Linked DNA regions of Columba livia: region 2 is linked to region 1. Evidence: chromatin contacts called from public Hi-C data. All regions are on one chromosome and are shown on one strand. Each heading gives the region's core, a stretch centred on a gene start, on an enhancer-like site or on the middle of the called end of the contact. The rest is flanking DNA. Distances are from core to core; before and after follow the strand shown.

What was found. Hi-C and Micro-C count contacts between places; a contact is called where the count stands out from the background.
Region 2: a Hi-C map of liver shows a contact between it and region 1, with 2.0 times the contacts expected there. The contact joins the enhancer-like site here to the promoter of CBLB in region 1. A contact is called at or near these places in 2 of 2 Hi-C or Micro-C datasets (crop and liver).

Annotation. Positions count from the first base shown.
Region 1 is chr1:70,445,550-70,451,983 of bColLiv1.pat.W.v2, forward strand. It overlaps CBLB (Cbl proto-oncogene B), which reads left to right and starts at 4,661. Exons shown (of 19, transcript XM_065061376.1): 1 at 4,661-4,841; 2 at 5,878-6,036. The coding sequence starts at 4,686.
Region 2 is chr1:70,532,037-70,537,943 of bColLiv1.pat.W.v2, forward strand. CBLB (Cbl proto-oncogene B) reads left to right here. Exons shown (of 19, transcript XM_065061376.1): 5 at 2,353-2,509. Among named protein-coding and RNA genes, the nearest start is that of CBLB, 85 kb to the left of the region's middle. Within about 2 kb of position 4,490, at least 1 of the 3 cell types and tissues checked has an H3K27ac peak away from gene starts, as active enhancers do.

The sequences.
Region 1 (6,434 bases), core at 3,411-5,910:
GAGGAAAAATATTTAGAGGCAGATGAATTAACTGGATAATAATCTAGCAACAAGCTGCCACTGTTATAATGTATTTTTTTTTTCTAAGTAATTACCCACTAAGGCAGGAAAAGCATCTATTATTACACCAACTTAAATTATCAGTAAGAGAATTCTGAGTGTCACAGGTGACTGGTTTTGCTTTCTGTCTCTGAGTTTGCTACCCACAATGGTGGCTTACAGCTTAACAACCCCCCATATAATAAATAAATGGCTTTTTTTTTTTTTTTTAAGATCTGAAGAGCCTAGCATCCTTGAGGGCATATGAAAGTGTTTTCCAATTTGTTCCATATTACTGATGACTATGTAATAATTGTATACTGGGGGGCAGTATAAGACATTATACATTTCTAGAACGGACGAATGAAAATGTATTTAAACAAATAGTTCTGGAACTTAAAAGATAACTATTGTAACAACAGATACCTTTATCTTTTGTTTGTGTGTTTGGGTTACGGTGTGGGGTTTTTTCACTTGGTTGGCTTTGGTTTGTTTGGTGTTTTTACAGAACAGATGGATGTAGGGCACCAAAACAACAGCGGGTTCTAGTGGCCCTTACAGCCCCAGCTTCCCTGCAAAGAAGGACCAGATGCCTTCTGCTGGGGCACCTCACACTCTGCAAAGAGCATGAACTTGTCAGAGCTCAGACATTAAACCACTGCCTGATAGCACACCACAGAACGCTACACCCCTGTGAGCAGTTGCCTTTTGCATAATATTGTACATATTCAGTTAAAACACAAAGAGATTACTTTGAAAGTTTAAGGATGCTGGGATAGCCACGGTATTATGTTACAACTAGCAAGAAGTCAGTTGACATTCAACTTTTGAAATAGCTGACCTAAGCTTCTACAAGCATTGCTACCATATCACTTAACTCAGCATATTGTAGACTATATTAACCTCTAAAAAAGTATACCATCCATGAGGGCAATACCTTATCTTATTTATGTGGCTATAAATAAAACCTACATCTGACCTCTTAATTGTTCTCACGTTTCAGAGTATTTGGGCAAAAAGTCACTTGAAACATGTAAAAAACCCACACAAATGAAAACAGCTTCCAAACCACAGACACTAACTGCAGAAAAATCAATAATATTTTAAGAGCTGGTGAACAAAGAAAACCAAAACATCTCTCTTGCTTCCAACTACTGTCAATGGTGCTTTGGTTGAGTTCATTCATGAGCAGCAACAAAGTTTCATTCACAAGACTAACAGCTCTAGAGGAATGAGAGTCACCAGCAAAGAAAACAAAAACCACAACAAAAGCAGTTAACAGATAGGAAAATACTGTAATGGATAAACGTAATTGTTAATTTCAATCCCTTTTTTCCCTATCAAGCAGCTGAGCTTTTCAAGAAGTCATGCAATTTTGCCTTTCAGTAAAATGCTCAGATCTGAAATCCTTACCATACAAAGGAATTTAAGAGTTCAAAACAAGGCTTCTTTCACACTGTCTTGACTCCCTTATCATACTCTGACTTGCATTCACCTCCACTCCATCCTTTTCATTACAGGATTTCACCAAATCCATACAGCAGTCATCCAGACATCATTAAATGACTGTTTAGTACCTTTACTAGGTTGAGGATCAGCCTCACATAATGTGGAGTTCTTGAAATCTATCACCTCAGATTTATCTCATTTCCATTCTGTAGCATTTTTATACACTGATTAAAACACTTAAAAGCATCAGAAACAAATTGTCATGTTCTTCAGTATAAGAACAACTAAAATGTTTGGTCAGAGAGCCTGAGCAAGAGATCTGTGGAGGTATTTTAATTGTATGTACATAACTTGGGAGCCTTAATTAGACATCGAACTTACCCATGCACCTCACACATAGCCCGAACTGAAATATGCTCTTTCCCCCAGATAATCAAAGTATTTGACTTAAGTTTCTGCTTTGAATCACCCTGTGCTCTCAATGGACCTATGCACAGCAGACTAGCTTCTCAATTTAGGCTGTCAGAGAGACTGAAGTTGGGCTGTGGGAATACCCTCTCATCTGTCCCTCTGGATGGCTATACATTAACATACTGCTGGCCTGGATCAAAAAAAAAAAAAAAAAAGCTGGAGATAGACTTTTTACAGGGGTGTGTAGTCATAGGACAAGGGGTAATGGCTTTAAACTGAAAGAGGGTAGATTTAGATCAGATAGAAGGAAGAAATTCTTCATTATGAGGGTGGTGAAGCACTGGAACAGGCTGTCCAGAGAAGCTGTGGATGCCCCATCCCTGGAAACGTTCAAGGCCAAGTTGGATGGGGCTTTGAGCAACCTGGTCTAGTGGAAGGTGTCCCTGCCCACTGCAGGGGGGTTGGAACTAGATGATCTTCAAGGTCCCTTCCAACCCAAACCATTCTATGATTCTATGAAAATATTCCAGTTGGTCAGTGCCTTCAGCCACCACCCTCTCAGAAGCCTTTTGTCCCTACACACCCAACAGATTGAGTGGGCGAGGTAAGTCCTTATGTTCTCCACTGCAAACAAGCATATGTCTTGAACTTAAAACACATGGCAGCTGTTTCCTCCTCTTCTCTCAGCCCTGCCTCTCAGCTGTCTTCTGTCAAACCATCCTTTCACTCTGCATGCTTGAAATCGCAAAGCAATGCTGTCTCTTCTACCCCTTGCACAGCATGTGAAAGCTTGACCCATGTTTAACACTCTTGATACTGAAGCCACAGGTATCTCCTTCACCTGCTTCTCCCAGCTGACTTGCTTCCAACATACACTCATATGACCCTCTGAGGACGGTAATTCCCAGAATACATGCACAGGCAACTTAAAAAAAGCTGTTTGAAAGCCATCCACTTTCCCCACAGAGCTGGCTATTGACTTAGTAATGCATCACACACAGAGAGGGATGCAGAGAACCAGGCTGCTCGCTCCTGCTGGCTCTGCACTCAGCTGAACTGCACGACAACATGACTCAGCCCCAGACAGCTACCAAGTGCAACTCACAGATCAGGGCTCTTGGCAGCATTTGGAATATGAAGAGAATGACAGAACATCAATGAAAACAAAACAATTGAGGAAAAGAACCAAAGATTTAACAATTTCAGAAAAAAAAAAAAAATAAAATAAAGTCCTCTTCTTTATCCACAACCAAATGAGATGGCAAAAGAGTGAGAAGTCACTACCAACCTAATCTTATGCAAGCTGAGCTCCAAACAAAACACGGGTATGTAGAGGTGCCACAGAAGAGTTCGAAACCAACATCTCAAACACAGGAAAGAGAATAATTTACAGACCCTACAGTGAAATGAGAAGCTTCTAAACCACTTAAGGCTAGTACCTGCCAATTCATATTTTAAAGCTACAGAGGAACAATGAACTTTGAAGAGGACATTATTGATATGCTTTCATTATTGTATGTGTGCCCAGAGGAATAACTTCACACATTTTAAAACAACAGAAAGATATCTGCACTAAAAATACCTACAGAAAACATACTTGCTGATATTAAGAAAATCAAAACTTAAACCCTTGTATCTAATACAATTGCTTTCAGAAAGCAGCTTCAAAGTTGTTAAGCTTTGTATTTGTTTCCTTGTATGAAAATTAATTAGAAGATTAACACTTACAAAACATAATTATTCCCTGGAACATCTTCAAAAGAATCTGAACTCGAATGTCTTGTAGCCTATGTAGGTAAGCCTCACTCCTTTGCAACATTCACAAGTAATACACAAATTTGAAAGGAAAATTTGCCCCAAAATAGAAGTGTACCATACTAATCAGTTTAGTTACCATACCCCTGCAGAAAGTGCTTGTATCAAAGTCAACATAAGGGGGCAATTTTATCTATGACTTGTTTACATATTCCCTCACCACCTTTCAGAGGGGCAGTGTAAGCCTAAATAGCCCTCACCACTTCATACAACTCTCCAGTCCATTTCCAACATGTGAAATCTCAGCACCTCAACACCCCACCCCCCAAAAAAAAAACACCCCAAAAAAAAACCTAAAACAAACGAACCACGAGTAAGTCCCCACCAGACACACGGAAGAAAAACAAGTTCCTGTTCTTTATGGCTACAAAAACAAAACAAAACAAAACAAAACAAAAAACAACAACAAGCTTTCAAAAGCTCGAAGGGGAAGTGCACAGGCAAAACACTCAGGAAGGCGGCAATAACGACTATTGATTTTTAACGCCCACCAAGTGCTCCAGCAGACAGGGGCACAGCAACCTCACCAGAGGGACAGACACACTGCGACAGGCCTCTGGCCGTTTCTGCAGCCCCCGGGAAGTCTAGAGCTAGAGACTCCCGCAGGGTCTCCTCAAACCCATTCACCTCAACCTCGAAGCTTCAAACCACCCCCTCAAAAAGGTGGGCAGCCGTGAGGAGGCGGGACCGGAAGCTCCGCCTCTCCGCTCTTCAAACTCAACCACTGGACAGCTTTCCTATCACTCTCAGCCCTGCCAGACCCCCCCCCCCTCCTTCCCGCCCCCTCCCCATCTCCGAAGCCTTCTCTCAGCCACCACCCCGCCCCGTTCCCAGCTCCTCGCTGATTTGCTAGCGGGCACGTCAAACAAACACAGCTTCCTCTTCTGATTGGCTGTTCCGAAGCGGTGGTTCCCGCCTGCAAGAAGGGGGCTTGGTTTCTCGGCGCTTTCGCCCGCCCTCCCCCTGCGCGCATGCGCGGGATGAGTGTTGTCCTGGGGGTGGGCATGTTCCGAGGAGAGGAGGGGCCGGGAGCGGGGTCGGAGCTGCCGGGGATCCAGCCTCACTTTCTAGGAGTGAGGGAGGACCGTAGCCTGCCGGGGGCCGCCAGCCGTGCCACAGACAGACCCGTGCGTGTGCATAGATCTCTATAGCTCTCTTTTGCATGTCTCTGTAGCACTCTCGTTCTCTCTACACACGCGTGCATATACCCGCCCAGCGGGCGGGCTGGGCTGTGCTGCGGGCAGGGCGATGCGGGCGGCGGGGCAATAGCTCCCCATGCTTCACTGCGGGGCAGCGGCCGCCCGCCACCAGCAGCAGGAACGGCAGCAGCAGCAGCGCCACAGGGCAGAGTCCTGCGGGGCAGCCGGCGCCGCGTTCACGCGTGGCCATCGCCAGCGGCCGCCCCCGGCGCGGCGGCCGGGACGGGGCGCGGGATGCGCTGCCCCTGCCCGCTGGAGCAGTGACGCCCCCCGGCGCCGGAGGGAGGGGAGCCTCGTCCGACCAGACGCTTTGCCTGCTCTCCGCTCCGCCGCCGCCCTCGGCTGAGGACCGGGGAAGCGGCCGCCTCGGGGGCTGGGGAGCCTCTTAGCCGCTCTCCCCGCCGCTCCCGGCTTTTCTCGGCGGCTCCTCTCGCTCTGGGCGCAAAGCCGCGGGGTGCCCTCTGTACGGCGGCGTGCGGCGGGAGCGAGGTGTGTGCCTGCCCGCCCCCCTGACCCCGCTGCCGGGCCGCTTGCCTGCCTTGCGGATCCCTGCCTGCTGCCTTTGCTGCTTTTTCTACTCCCCCCGTCTCCTCTTTCCTACCCCGCCGCTGCGCGTCTTCCGCTTTTGTTGTCTGGTGATGGGGGCATGTGCCCGGCGGGGCCCGGGGAGCGGCGCGGAGCCGGCTGGGCCGGGCCCTGGGGTGGGTGGGTGGGTGGATTCCCCCTCCCGCCGGTTGGTGCTGATGTTGACGGTAAATCTGGGATGGCTTTTTCCAGTGTAAACTCGGGCCAGGTGGGTTTACGTAGTTTTGTCGCGAGAAAGTTAAAACTTGTTCCTAAGCATGCCCTGCTCTTGCCCTTTCCTGCCCGTGAAGAAGGAGGTGTTGTTACCTCACGGGCCGCGGCGGGGTTTTTATGACAAGATGTTTTGGGGCCCCTTGTGAGCCTGTGTCTGTCTGTCCAGCTTGGTTCCCAGATGGCCGGTTCCTTGAACGGCCGGAACCCGCGCAAGGGACGGATCCTGGGCTTCATTGATGCCATCCAGGACGCCGTGGGCCCCCCCAAGCAGGCAGCTGCTGACCGGAGAACTGTGGAGAAGACGTGGAAGCTTATGGACAAAGTGGTGAGTGTCTGTGGTGCGGTCGTGTACACGTACAGGGAAGAATGGGGCTATTTAAGTGGGTACACATGGGGAAACGGCGTCTTCCTGCTGCTCTGACTGTTGTGCTGTGTGTGCCTCGGGAAGTAAGGGGGTTTATGTTTTAGGTAATTTAAGCACCGTTTGGTTTTGGTGGTTGTTTTTCTTCTTTTTCTCTCTATGGCCTCTGGCTATGTTTTTTTTTTCTTTTAATCTCGGTTTGCGGAGAGAAAACAAATGTGTGTGTTTGCCGTAGGCTATTGTTATTTTCAGATTCTTTAAAATGACTCAAACTTGAAGAGCTGCCCTAACGAAAAGCTGCTTGACTTAGACATGTAATCACATATATTCTGTGCGTTGCGTGTTGGATCACATTGTTAGTC
Region 2 (5,907 bases), core at 3,240-5,739, 86 kb after region 1:
GGTGCTCTTTCGAAGTATTTAGAAATGACAGCTGTGTAACAGTAGCTGCTGAGAAATAGGACTTAGCCTTTTTTTACAGCTAATTCTCAGCTTTATTTAAGAAAGCAAAAGATAGAAGACCTATTCCATAAAGCTGCAGAAAAGAATAATCTGCTGAGTTTAGTGAATTTTAATTTGGGGCCACCAGTTTTTTCAGACACTTGTTCTTGGACAAGTCCCACAAAATAACTTTAGATGTTATTTCATTAGCTAATCACTCATTTCCCAACATCTGGTTTCTGTCTTAGCCAAAGTGCTAGCCAACAGAGCTCTAAAAACATATGTTCTTGAATATTTTTGCTTTCTCCATTGTTGTTGGGATTTGGGGGTGTAGGGTGTCAGTGAATAGATAAAGAAAGGTCCCACTTATTAACTTCATCTAAGGAAGGTGTTTTCATGAAGCTGTCTCAGGCAAGGCATGCAAAAGCAGTTGTAAGGTATAATATGGCTGTATTCCTTCCTGATGGATTCTCTGTTGGTTTGTATTTAAGGATTATTGTATTAACCCTTTTAAAAACCCACAACAAAACAAACAAAAATCCCAAACAACCCCTACCCCTCAAAAAAATACCCCAAAAAACTATTCTAACCCTATTTCAGCACGATCCCAGTGCTGTAACCATTTAGGATGTTTTACATAGAGACCCAGAAGACATTTCCGAGCCATAGTTACAGGAACTAAATAAGCAATAGGCACTTGAACTGACACAACTGTAACACCACAAAAGCACTAATGTTTTCCAACTTTGTTCTCTGAATTTAATGCACATTTCATTCTGTCTTTACCATAATCAAAATTTGATGTGCATTCTTTCTTAAATGGCATCCGATGTGGTATCTCTCTTCAGCTCGTTGTGGTTTCCTGTTTTTCATACATAAATGAAAGTATCTGCTGAGATCTATTAAACTTCACATTTTGTCATTTATGACTTTCTCAATATAAGCCTCCAAGTAACAAGTAGATTTCTTTGCACTTACAGATGGAATGAATGCCTGATGCGGTAGAAATACAGGAGTGTGTTTTTAGTGTTGTACTTCAGATTACTATTTGTTTTAATTTAGGTTAACTGTGGAATATTTGTGATGCAGGACCAACTTGGTCTTCTTTTTTTTAATTTTTTTTTTCCATAGCACCGTGCTACCAGGTTATATATATTTCCGCATAAGAAAATACTTAGAAGAACTGGAATAAAATTTTTTGGCTCTTATAAAAATAAGGCAATGCTAAGTAATAGAAATAGCAAGAAGTATTGATGAGATTTTTGAGGTCTGTGTCTTTTATCATTTTAGCAATTATTAAGAAAATATTATTATGAATGTGTGAAATCTTGCTAAGTTCTGAAAATAGTTATATATTGCTTAGCAGTTGGTTACATTTCAGTTAATTAAAATGGTTTTAAAACATCATATCTGCTTTCAGCGTGCAGCAGAACTCTTTTAAGAGAAGGTGTTAGGCTTTGCAAAATTTGGATTTCACCCACTGACATGAGAAGAAGAATTGCTATTATTGAACAACTTTTCATAGTTTTGAAAGTGATAAAATAGAGCACTTTCAAGTGATGGCCTCGTGTCAGGTTCCAAATACAAGAACTTGGCTGGCAAAATAACTAATCTGCATTATCTTTGTGCAAGTAAGAACTGAATTTGACAGAATATGGCTTTGTCTTAGAGAGGATAATTTTAATTTCCTTCTATCGTGATTTTCCACCTTTTCCCACATTCGCTACTGTCTGGAAATACTCCCCGTTCTGCAAGAATGTATGAAGGTGACAATCTGAGAATACATGTCTTCTAATATGCATGCAACTGTCCTTGGACCAGTATCAGTGATAGCTGGTTGGTGCTGTCAGGTTACTTGACCAGTGTTTGAGCTTTAGCTATAAAAAAAAGTTATCACAGTAGATACTAAATTGATGCTTATCATTCTGACAAGAGAGGCTGCAAAGAAAGGAGTTCTTTACCAAACAGAGCTGGTGCTTCACATTATCGTTGAGAGGGTGTGAGCTTGGTTTCTACACCTGCTTGGTAGGACATTTCTGTTTCTGCAGTGTTCTTTTCGTTGTCCTCTGAAGGAAGTTTGGTATTTATCATGGTAAAATAAATGGCACTTTTTTGACTGTGTTTAAAAGAAGGTAAACCATGTTTGCTTAGGCTGCTTTCAAAAAACTTGTTTGTTGTTTGTTTTTTTTTTCTGTAAAGAAACCAAATTAATGTTCCACTTCTTTAAAAGAAGTCCAGTTCTAACGTCTAAATAAGGTATAAAATCTTAAATATGTAGTTTTATTATATTTATTATTTCTACCCCTCTCACAGAACTATAGTGCCATGGAAAGTGTTCAGGCAGTGCCTTCATGAAGTTCATCAGATAAGCTCTGGTTTGGAAGCAATGGCTCTGAAATCTACTATTGACTTGACCTGCAATGACTACATTTCGATTTTTGAATTTGATATCTTCACTAGATTATTTCAGGTAAGGTTTGAAAATTTTAGATGCTTATATGAATTTTTAGAAGCTTAGTGCCCTGAGATGCCTACCTGTGGGTCAAGGAAGCGGATATTTTGGAAAAACTGAAATAACTGAAACACTGGAATTCAGAAATAAATTGTGCTTTGTTTTTTGTCCGTCAGAGTCACCTGACTCTGAATCAACACCTCCATCTGAAAAACTGAAAACATCCAGTAACTCCTGCTTCATTTCTGCACATATTTAGTGTGATTACGGTATCTTTGTGTTTGCTGCTTACTTACTTTTTACTAATCCTAAGTGCGTTCTTAAAAATGTAGGCCTTCAGGTACTTGTGTTTTCATTGTGCTTTTGTATCTATATATACCAATATGAAGTGTTTCTGCAAACACATAAGGAAAGTTACATGTGACTTTTTAGGCTAAATGCAAGCTTAACTCTTTATGAACATATTTTTGCCATTAATGCTCTGCTGTTTATTTACAAGGGACTATCTTTGGGAATAGCATCGAGTGTATTACTGTTAATAGGTAATATTTACCTGAAGTAAGCTCGCATGTATGTTACATGCCTCTGTTAACCTTGTGTCCGTTCTGCAGAGCATACTAGAAGTATTTTAACCAATACAGAAGGTGGTGCTGTTCTGCATCTCTATTAAAATTGTGGCCAGCAGGTCGAGGGATGTTTTCCTCCTCCTCTGCTCTGCCCTGGTGAGGCCGCATCTGGAGTACTGTGTCTAGCTCTGGGCCTCCCAGTTTAAGACAGACAAGGAGTTACTGTTCCGTCTTCCATGTCATTCTGTGATAATCTTTGTTTAGCTTTCTTGGTTTTGCTGTTATGGGAAAGGATGCCATTACCAAGTTGATATCAAGATTTGGCAGGAGATGATTAATGGTTTTAGTGTACACCATTTTGATTTTAATCATCTCTTCTCCATTCTGAGTCAAAACTATCAAAGTTGAAAATGTTATGGTGTAAGTAATCTCTCTGTTAAATTTAACCACAAACATTGGTCACACATACAGGTTATGGAGGTTTGAACAAAACTTTGGGGGTTCTATTTGGTGAAATAATAAACGAGAGAACATAGATCACTGTACTTTATGCTGCTTTAGCAAAATCCTCCTAAGCTTTGCCCTTTATGTGGAGCTTCATATGATCAAGCATTCCTGTCTGAACATCAAGTCCTGCCCAAGTTTCTTCCTTTTTATTTAGTGTTTAGCAAACTACTATGGTGTTCAGGTTAGTAATCAAACCCAAATCTTGATCTTGACTGCAGAATGTCTGAGGCCCATTGGCTGCAACATACATCAGTATGAAATGCATTTAAGGTTCCTTTCTGTAGGACATTCTTTCCTATAAGCATTCTGCTTACAAATAATAACAGGATTTGAGCGTGTGTGGTTTGTTGTTTCGTTTTTTCAGTCGGTACATCAAATAGAAAATTAAATGAGAAGCCAGTGATCTGAGAAGTAACAGTTTGTTCTGACCCTGTGTGGGATCTCACAGATTGCATTAAACTTCAGGACAGAAGCCTCAAATGAGATTTATTTTCCTTGTTCTGTAAGCCAGTGAATATGTTTGCATTAGTTTCTTTGTGAGGCCATTGCTGGTTTGATTCATTACCGTGCCTGGTGCTAGAGAAAGGGAATCAGCAGTATTGATATATGTAAGGAGAGAAGACTGGTTAGGATTAACTTTTAATTTAACAAAGAAGCAGAGAGAGGATTTTTGCCAGACAGACTACCAGCTGGTGCAGTAGCTGTGTAACTGTTGAACTTGCACTGAACTTAGTCTGAGAACCTCTCCCAGAGGTTGCATTTTACTTCTCTAGTTTTTAAACAGCTTCTGTAATGATGTGTGCATACACCCACGGAGAGAAAATCCCAGTTGTTTAGGTAATCAAAATACTGTTTTGCCAACTGTGGGTTGTGTTACAGAAAAGCTACGTTTATGGTGATGCTTATTCACAGAGGAAAGCAAGGCTGCTGTTTGTGGAGATCCTGTAAAAGTGAATTTGCTCCCCCTGCCTCCCCACCGTGTGCAGCACAGCTCTAAGTGCTGCGTTCTCTGGCGGGAGTTGAAGTTAGCACGGCAGAATACGTGGATGCTTTGAAGGAAAGGAGCTTCATTCTGTCACTGTTAACATGTCAAGCTGCCCTTTTATGCAAAAATGTTTCCATAGAAGAGAAATCATACAAATCTTTTCCCATTTTCCCTGCTTTTGTAATACTCTCTGTGCACAAGGCAAGCTAAGAGTTCTATCCCTTTGATTTTCGGTTGTACTGTCACATCATTTCCCAGGTATAGCAGTAGTGTGACACTTTGTAGAGAGTCCAAGCATATCTACTGTCAACTTAGGAGACTGATGGTTGCGATTAACCAAGGAATTTGCACACTACTTGAATTTGTTACATAATGTACTGTAGCAAGCCTTTAAATTGCCACAGTCCAACAAAACATCAAAATACTGAGCGTTTGATCACCGTTTTTGATTTCTGTGCGTGCACTTGAGTAACACAGCAGGAGGAAGAACGTGGTTTTATGAAGGGAGTGTCAGTGCTGGTGTGGCGAAGGGGAAAGCATCAACTTCCTTTTGTCTCTAGTTAGGGCAACTACCATTTTTCATGTGATGAAGCCTCCTGGCTCCATCTTTGAGGGTGCAGATAAGAGCTGGCAAGATGCGGTGTTGCATCTGGCATTGTGCATTTTTCTCCTTTCTTTTGTACAGATTTGAACACCTGAGGTTTCTAACGGCCTCTGTGCTGAAACCTTACCGTTGTTTCATGCATCTGTTCTGAAGAGGTGTTCATTTCTAGAGTCAAACAGGTGTTCATCCACATTTAAGTAGTGGTTAGGGTTTGCCTGGGAAATGTTTGATAATCTCAGGCAGAACTGTTGGGATACTCTGCTCAAGTGTGTCACTTACAAAGGCGTTTTGTCTCTGCCGTACTAGCCATTAGAAGATCCTTTAAAGGGAATTTGCAGGCCGTGTGAGACCACAAGCCTCTTGTGTTGCTTAACTTCGCCTGCCTTGATCTTTTGACAAATACATAAATCTCCTTTCAGAGGCAGTTTCCTATCTTTCCAAATGCTACCAATGAACACTTAATGTATTTGTATTAATCTACCACTTAAAAATCATCCTTCATTTACAGTAGAGGCCTCTTCTGTATCATTTGTAATGATAGCATGTCAGGCATATTTCAGTGAGTTTTCTGAAGCATTTCCTGTTCAAGTCAGCAAAGACTGTGATTAAGTGTTGTCAATATTTTTGTTTTGTGGCTGTAATACCATTATGGTAACTGAAGAAATAAAGTAGTAGACAATAAGAAAAGGAACAACAGCTCAAATTAGTGGCTTTCTTAGGCTTCATTTGTTAGTGTTACCTATCATTTACTGTG